Regions from separate parts of the Mus musculus genome. Here region 1 is linked to region 2. A link is a contact called in public HiChIP or PLAC-seq data. All regions are on one chromosome and are shown on one strand. Each heading gives the region's core, a stretch centred on a gene start, on an enhancer-like site or on the middle of the called end of the contact. The rest is flanking DNA. Distances are from core to core; before and after follow the strand shown. Region 1 has its middle 180 kb from the start of Gm11264. Region 2 holds the start of Nfib (nuclear factor I/B).

Region 1 (3,380 bases), core at 705-3,204, 250 kb before region 2:
AATACATCATGAATTCTTGTATTGTGTTGGGGGTGTGGCTAAGCAATAAACATTCATATCAGGAAAAGTAACCTCACATTCACAGCTAAGCTGTTAAGGCAGCCAATACCAAAGCAACGGTGTTTTTGAAATCCAAGAGTCACCTTGTCCCTTTTCCTGCTGCTACCACAAATGTAAAGGTACAAGCTAGAAGAGAGCTAGGGTGTGGAGGGAAAATGGCTGCTTTCCTCCCCTTGCTGGGGTCCATATTGCTTTATCAAAGCAAACTGCAAAGTGTCCTGAAGCCATATGGGAGATGTACTCCTTCCCAGCTGCAAAGGGAACATTTGTAGAACAGAAAACACCAGAAATCACAATACATCCTTAGTCATAGCAAAATGGAAAGCACATAAAATATTTAAAACCTGAAGTGGAGATTTCATTTTAAAACATTTTAATTGCCAGAACAGAGCTGTTGAAACTCTTTTAGAACTCAGAGATGAGCAGCAGTTGGGAGGGAAGTGGAGGGGGGGGGGGTGGAAATGAAAGAATGAAAGAAAAAGAACAGCCGTTCCGTGAGAAAACCATTGCTTGCAAATGACAAAAAGAAATTGAGGGATTTTAGCTGAATTGTGTTTTGTTTCTTGTATAAGTTTTGGTGCAGTAAAATGTGGCACGTTTTGTACTGTATGTTCTTTCAGAAAAGCCAAACAAACCAACCATCGTGGTTTCGAAGGAACAAGGCCTCTCCTTTCTCATGTTTCAACTACGCAGCCTCCAGTTGGGCTGGGGACCGTATCATATATCATAAATCACTCTCTGATAGATATTTGGCAAGCAGTCAGCACCCCGGGCTATGCAACAACGTACAGTATGGAAAATTTTTAAGGTGGAATCTTGATTTTGTAACTTAAGGACTTAATAGCATCTCAAAACATTTTACTACTTCCTGGTACACACATACAAAAAGCCAGGGAAGCAAAATTCTCCATATGGTTTTTGGTTTTATAGGATATATACACAATAAGCTATACAACTGGAAACCTGGAGGCATATTCTCCTGTTGGTGTGACTCCAGTGAAAATGGAAACAGAAATTAGCGAGCGTGGTCCCAACCTAGCTCCTGAGACACTCACATCATCAGAACCGCTTGGAAATATCCCTCCACCCACAGTTAACTGCTCCACACTTCAGAATCCCCAGGAAGGGAGAAGATTTTACTGTAGGGTAATAATATGCTGTCAAAGGTACCATGAGGGATTTCAACAGGAATGGCTAGAAGCTGACAGGAGTCACTGAAATCCCCAGTAGGGCCTTTCCCCTGACTCCAGCTTAAATCCGGGTTTCTCAGGCCCCTGCACAGTCTCTCTCTTCCACCTTCTCAAATTCACATATTCTACTTCAGGCCTCTTTCAACAAATTATGCTTTTAAAAAAAAATGTATGCTACATTTAACCCCTAAATGACAGCGTTTATGAAACTCTAGGAGCTGATAGAGAGAATTCCTCAGCTCCCAGCCAAGTCATTGCCGGCTCTTCTGTACACAGAGGGGTTAACGCTGGGTGTTTGGACGTGCACGGGAATGTTCTCAGTGTTCCCAGGCAGAGAGAGGCTAAACAGAAAGAAGGGAAACTCAGACTGTGTGGTATGGCATTGTGCTCTCAAAAAAGAAAAAAATCAATGCATGAAAAACAAGAGAAAGAAACTGAATAAAGCTATATTGGAATTCAAAATAAATGCTGCTTTTTTGGTTGTTGTTGTTTTGTTGTTGCTTCAGTTGTTCACAAATTAGCCATAGTTGGAGCAACCTACATATAAAATGTATGATACTCTTGATTTAAAGTCCTTTGGTCCAATCTCAATCGACATGAAGAAAATTAAAGCCAAATTTAAACAAAATGACTAGACTGTGTGTGTGTGTGTTGGGTGGGAAGGGGGCGTTAATGGGTTATCCAGGATGCTGAGTCAGAAATAACAAGAGTACATGCTAAGGACATTATATCATCTCCCCTCCCACCCCACTGCTCTTTTCCCTCATTCCCAAGCCTTCCCCAAAGCCTCCTGCCCTCCATATCACTTGAGAGCTCAACTTTTAACCACTTCTAGAGGAAAACGTCTGCTTTTTGTTTTTGTTTTGTTTTGTTTTGTTTTGTTTTGTTCTGTTTTCCCAAGAAGCATGTCAGGTAGCATAGTCTTGGGCTGGACCTGCGCAACAGTCATCAGTAGCCTGCTTTCCTAACTTCTAATGTGTGTGTCTTGGCATGGCTGCAGAGGACACTCTCCTGGGAAACTTTGGTACACTCCAAAAGCCCAGGCTATAGCCTAGGCCAACTATCTCTCATTCTCTGCTGATAGAATAGAGGCGTGAGGACTGTCTCATGCCTGAAGGCAATTCTGTGCGCCACCATGGTAAAGGCTGCTGGTCCCAAGTCTGGTCTGTTCCTCTCCTATCAGTCATTCTATGAAAGGCAAGGAGCAAGGCTTCTAAAGGAGACTGCAGGGTCCGGTTTTTCCTTGGTAAATGGACCCCTGAACCCTATGTGCCTCCAGAAAGGCAGCCTCTTGGCGTCTGTCTGTGGCTCTCAGGTCCTCTCCTCTCCACTCCCATTTCCTCCATTTCCTGCTTCAGATGCACGTTCTCCTGTTTTTCTCTCCAATGCTCCCCAGTATTTTCACAAGGAACTTCCAGAGCCTCAATCTACCAGGCTTGCCTTTTATTTTCTTTGCTTTGGGGACCTGCCTCATAGGTCTAGGGGTACCTATGCTGCCTGAAACAGGTTACATTATTATTCTATAGAGTGTGGAGAGAATGTTGGTGAATGAATTCTGCACCAACTGTCAGTGACCAGGGGATCCATAGTGTGTTCTAAGGGTAATATGAAGGCCAGAAGGTATATAAGACCAAAGAGTCTACCCTACTTCTTCCCAGCATGTCAAATCTAGATTAGGGTGACCAGGCCTATGTCTCTGGACCTGTGTAGCTGACAGCACTGTCCCCTTTAACTCCCTCCCCACCCACCCCCACCTGAAACTAGTGCCATCTCTGCCAACTGCAGACCAATCACCTGCTCCTTGTCATTGCATTGAAACTTGAGCCATGACAGTATGTTTTAAAGGGACTGAGAATCTGAAGAGCCACTTTCTTCTTCTCCTCTTCCACAAGCACAGAGATCTTGCTGGCATACCAGAGCCATATCCTTAAGAGAATCTGGCCATTTAGTGGGAGTGAAAACTCCAGGCTGGAGGTGAGCAGCCCACAGATTTCTCACATTCCTCTTCTTGGTTATCAGGCATCATTTTTCAACAGGTTCCCATCACATGCCAGGCTGAGTGCATGAGAGCCCCCAGACCTGCGGCTCTGCACGGCTGGAATGTGGCTGGAACAACAGAACAAGTTGGAA
Region 2 (3,620 bases), core at 293-2,792:
CCTCTGGACCACCACCTAGACTGGCGGCGTCACCCGCCCACTGTGGGCAGCAGAGTCCAAAGGCGCTCAAGCCTAGTTCTCAGCCCCTTGCCCAAGAGTCCATCTACAGACGCTCCCAAGCCGGAGTCCGCCCCACGCGCACCGGCCAGGGAGTGAGGGTGCCGCCGCGGCCACCACCGCCGCCGCTGCCTTCGCCGCAATCTCCTTAGGGGCGGACAGGGGCTCACGGCCGCAGGTCTCGGCCCTGCCCACCCCCAGCAGCCTCGCCCGCCCGGTGCCGGCTCTCCCCGCTCGGGCGCTGGGATGGGCGCACACGGCAGCCGTGGTCCCACGCCGCCCGCACAGCCCACCGCAACTCCGCACTACTTCTCGGGGAAGACCAGGGTGTGCCAAGGTTAGGCAAAGCCTTTGAGGGTCTGCAGCACAAGAGCAAGAAGACACAACAAAGGCGTCTGGGGCCAGAGAAAGCTCGAGAAAGCGACCAAGATAAGTACCTGAGTGAGACAGATGGGAGAATACATCATGACTTCGCCTTAAAACGCACTTTCCCGGAGATGCCCAAGAAAATCTTCCAGAAGCAAGGATTTCATCTATTCATTTTACAGTCATCTGAGCCCAGCGATGCGATCAATCAGGACGGGGCACTGCGCCGGTTCACCGCAACTTCGCAACAAACCCAGTCCTCCTTAAATAGCCAAAGATTCAAGTTCACTCGGCGAGCTAGATTTCCCGGGGTGAAATCCAATCTACACTTTTAACCCTCTTGCGGTTCGCGCGCGCCGGCCGAGCTCTCCGAGGCTGCCGCCGCTGGTGCAGGCTGCTGGTCGCCTGGTTTAGGGGATTTGTTTTCTGTTTTGCAGTTGTTGTTGTTGTTGTTTGTTGTTGGGGGTTGGGGTGCGCGAGGGTTCGGTGTGGGTTGGATTGGGGTGATGGTGGGTGGTGAAATGTTTTTTTTAAAAAAAGGCGGGGAGGGGGGCGCAGGAGGCCAGGCGGTGGGGAAAGCGAGGAGAATGTGTCACCGCGCTGGTAAAGTTCAAGGTTACCGCCGCCAACACTGCAGCAGGATCCGGGAGTGGCGATCGCAGGCGAAACTTTGCTGCGAGCCGACCACGTGTGTGCGCGAGGGGGAGCGCAAGCGAGTGCGCGCGGGTGGCGGGGCGCGCGCAGGAGAGGGCCGGGTGGGGGTGGGGGTGGGGGGGAGCAGGGAGAGGCCGGGGTGAGGGAGGGGGCGCAGGCGCGGAGCTCCCGGGCGGAAAAGCCTTTGCTGCGCTCCTGCCCCGCCGCACCGCCGCCCGCCCGCTTCGCCCCGGGTCTGACCCGCCGCGCGTGGACTCCGCTGCCGGTGCCGCTGGCCACAGCCCACGGAAAGGATCGGAAGGACCTCCTGAAAAAAATCCCAAACGATCGATCCCGCTTGGCTGCAAACTCCTCTTTTCTGTCCTGGGCTCTATTCCCCCTCCCTCTCTCGCTTTCTTTCCTTGAAAAACTTGCAAGTTGAAAGATTCACCGGTTCCACCCTCTGGACCCCGCTCGAGCTCTCTCCAAATCAGACTTAAGGATTGTTTTATTATTTAATTACACAATCACCGCTTTACTCCTCCTCCTCCTGCAAACGCGCGTTCCTTTTGCACCAGCCTCTCCACACCCCCCGCCCCCCACCTTCCTCCTCCTCCCGCGCGCCTCCCCCAGCCCTCGCGTCTCTCCCCCTCATTTGTTAAAGGTATCAGACCGGTGCCACAGTATTGGGACTTTTCTTTTCTTTTCTTTTCTTTTTTCTTTTTTCAAAAATAGCTCTTCTCTCTGCCACTCTTCGTTTACCCCCGAAAACCCGCCCAGGGAGAGGTTATTTCACTGCTCGCTGCAGACGCTCAAGACGCGAGAACATCCTAAGGGGAGAAGCCCTGAACCGGCCTGGGCCCAAGAAAGAAACGAATGGAAAATTCCCTCACACCCAGGCCGCCCCGAGCCGGGGCTAGGGCGCCGACTCTAGCACCCCAGGCGGCTGGAGGGAGAGGGAGGGTGGAGGCGGGGGCCAGAGTGAACTTGGCCTCCTGGAGTTGCAGCGGACGGGCGCGGAGCCCGGGGCGCGGCGGGCAGCCCAGCCCGGAGCTCGCACTGGCGATCGGAGAGGGGCGCCGGGGTCCCCAGGGTCCCCCGAGCCTCGCCGCAGCGGCCCGCCCTCCCCCGGCGCCCGGTGCACGTGGCCGCGCTCGGAGCGGGAAGGCCGCGCCACCGCTCGCCCCTCCTCTCCTCCTCCTCCTGCCGCGCTGGCCGCGTCCCAATCCCCACCCCCAGAGCCCGGGGCGCCGGCGGAAAGCGGCTCCCTTCCCGCGGGGGTGCGGGCAGGGCGGGGCCGCGGCGCGCCCGAGGCTGCGGGGCGGGAGCGCGCGGGGTGCGTGTGCGGCTGCGGGTCTCCCCGGCGGCTCCCGCCGGCTCCCCGCCCCGCCCCCCGCCGAGTGAATGAACTTGATTCCCGGGACCCTGGAGGCGACCGGCCAGCACCCCCTTTCGCGCGGGCACTCTCTCCCACACACACCGCCCCCCAAATTCCGGGTTTCCGCTAGGGGTGGGTGGGGAAATGGAGGAATCAAAGGCTGCCCCAGACAATGGAGAAAGAAAAGTGAGCGCCCGGGGCTCCATGTCGCCCTAGCTTGGGGCCGCCGAGCGTTTCCAGGCCCCCCGCGGCCTCCCGCTCCCACCCCGCGTCCTGGACTTTCCCCCCCTCAACTTTCTCCAGTCCTCGCACTCCTGACCACCGTGCCCTCCCCCAGCGGACCTGAAAGAACCAGTGACTTTTTCCTTCCCCAAGTGGAAGTTACCCACATCAAGCATTTCACAACGACACATCAAGAAAAGTAGGCAGGTTCAAGTCAACCATGAAATGGTCACTTTTTAACCCCGTCCTGTCCTCATTAGGGAAATGCTCAAACACAGTCCGTTTTCAAAAAGCGCTCTTAATGAGGCGAGCTTGCCAAGTCTACCAGCTGCAGCCCCTGTAAACCAAGAGCCTGGTGAAGAAAGGCGCAGGGGGTGGGGAGGCGGGGAGGGCGGCGGGTCTAGGAGGACAGGTAAAGTCGGGGGAAACTGTGAGAACCGGGGCGAGTTAACCCTTTAGGGCACGCGCCACGGGGAGCGGCCTCCGTGCCCCCGCTAGGCAAATCCTCTAGTTAGCGTTCTGACAACGTTAATTTCTTTTGTACTGGTCATTTCTTCTTCTTGAAAAGCTGGGACAAAGTTGACAGTCTTTATAGATGAAAGGAGGTGACAGTCGGGGTTAATCCAAATAAATACTCACTTCTCTCATAAATTTTAGGCAACCTCATCTTAACTTTTAAAAGAAAGACGGGACGGGAAGAGGGGGGGAATAAAAACGAACAATCCCAAAGCATCACTTTGTAGTGAGCTGCATCCCTTTTCTCACCCTCCCCAGAATCTGCGGGAGGGGGCGGGGACGCTCCACTGATAATACCAGCTTTAACTACTGGAGTTTCCCTTTGAACAAATATTCAATTTAACTGGAGTTAATTTACCATAAAAGACATTCCCCTTGGCGCGAATGCACTCATGTCCTTGAACACACCTCTTTGAATGCCTGGACTCTTACAGAAGCCATTATTTCG

The links. HiChIP or PLAC-seq counts read pairs in DNA pulled down with a chosen protein or histone mark.
Region 1: an H3K27ac HiChIP or PLAC-seq map of the NIH/3T3 cell line shows a contact between it and region 2, with 6 times the contacts expected there. The contact joins the enhancer-like site here to the promoter of Nfib in region 2. A contact is called at or near these places in 8 of 39 promoter capture datasets (the 3T3-L1 cell line, 3T3-L1-derived adipocytes, cranial neural crest and 5 more), 2 of 484 Hi-C or Micro-C datasets (embryonic fibroblasts and palatal mesenchyme), 5 of 115 datasets of contacts at active chromatin or transcription factors (the NIH/3T3 cell line, craniofacial prominence, embryonic limb bud and 2 more) and 3 of 9 other capture datasets (embryonic stem cells, liver and pancreatic islet).

Annotation. Positions count from the first base shown.
Region 1 is chr4:82,248,922-82,252,301 of GRCm38.p6, forward strand. No RefSeq gene overlaps it. Among named protein-coding and RNA genes, the nearest start is that of Gm11264, 180 kb to the left of the region's middle. Within about 2 kb of position 1,955, at least 53 of the 459 cell types and tissues checked have an H3K27ac peak or open chromatin away from gene starts, as enhancers often do. A contact at or near this core is called in 3T3-L1-derived adipocytes, the NIH/3T3 cell line, craniofacial prominence and 2 more, where this site is marked.
Region 2 is chr4:82,504,237-82,507,856 of GRCm38.p6, forward strand. Nfib (nuclear factor I/B) reads right to left here and starts at 1,543. Exons shown (of 12, transcript NM_001113209.2): 1 at 495-1,543. The coding sequence starts at 524.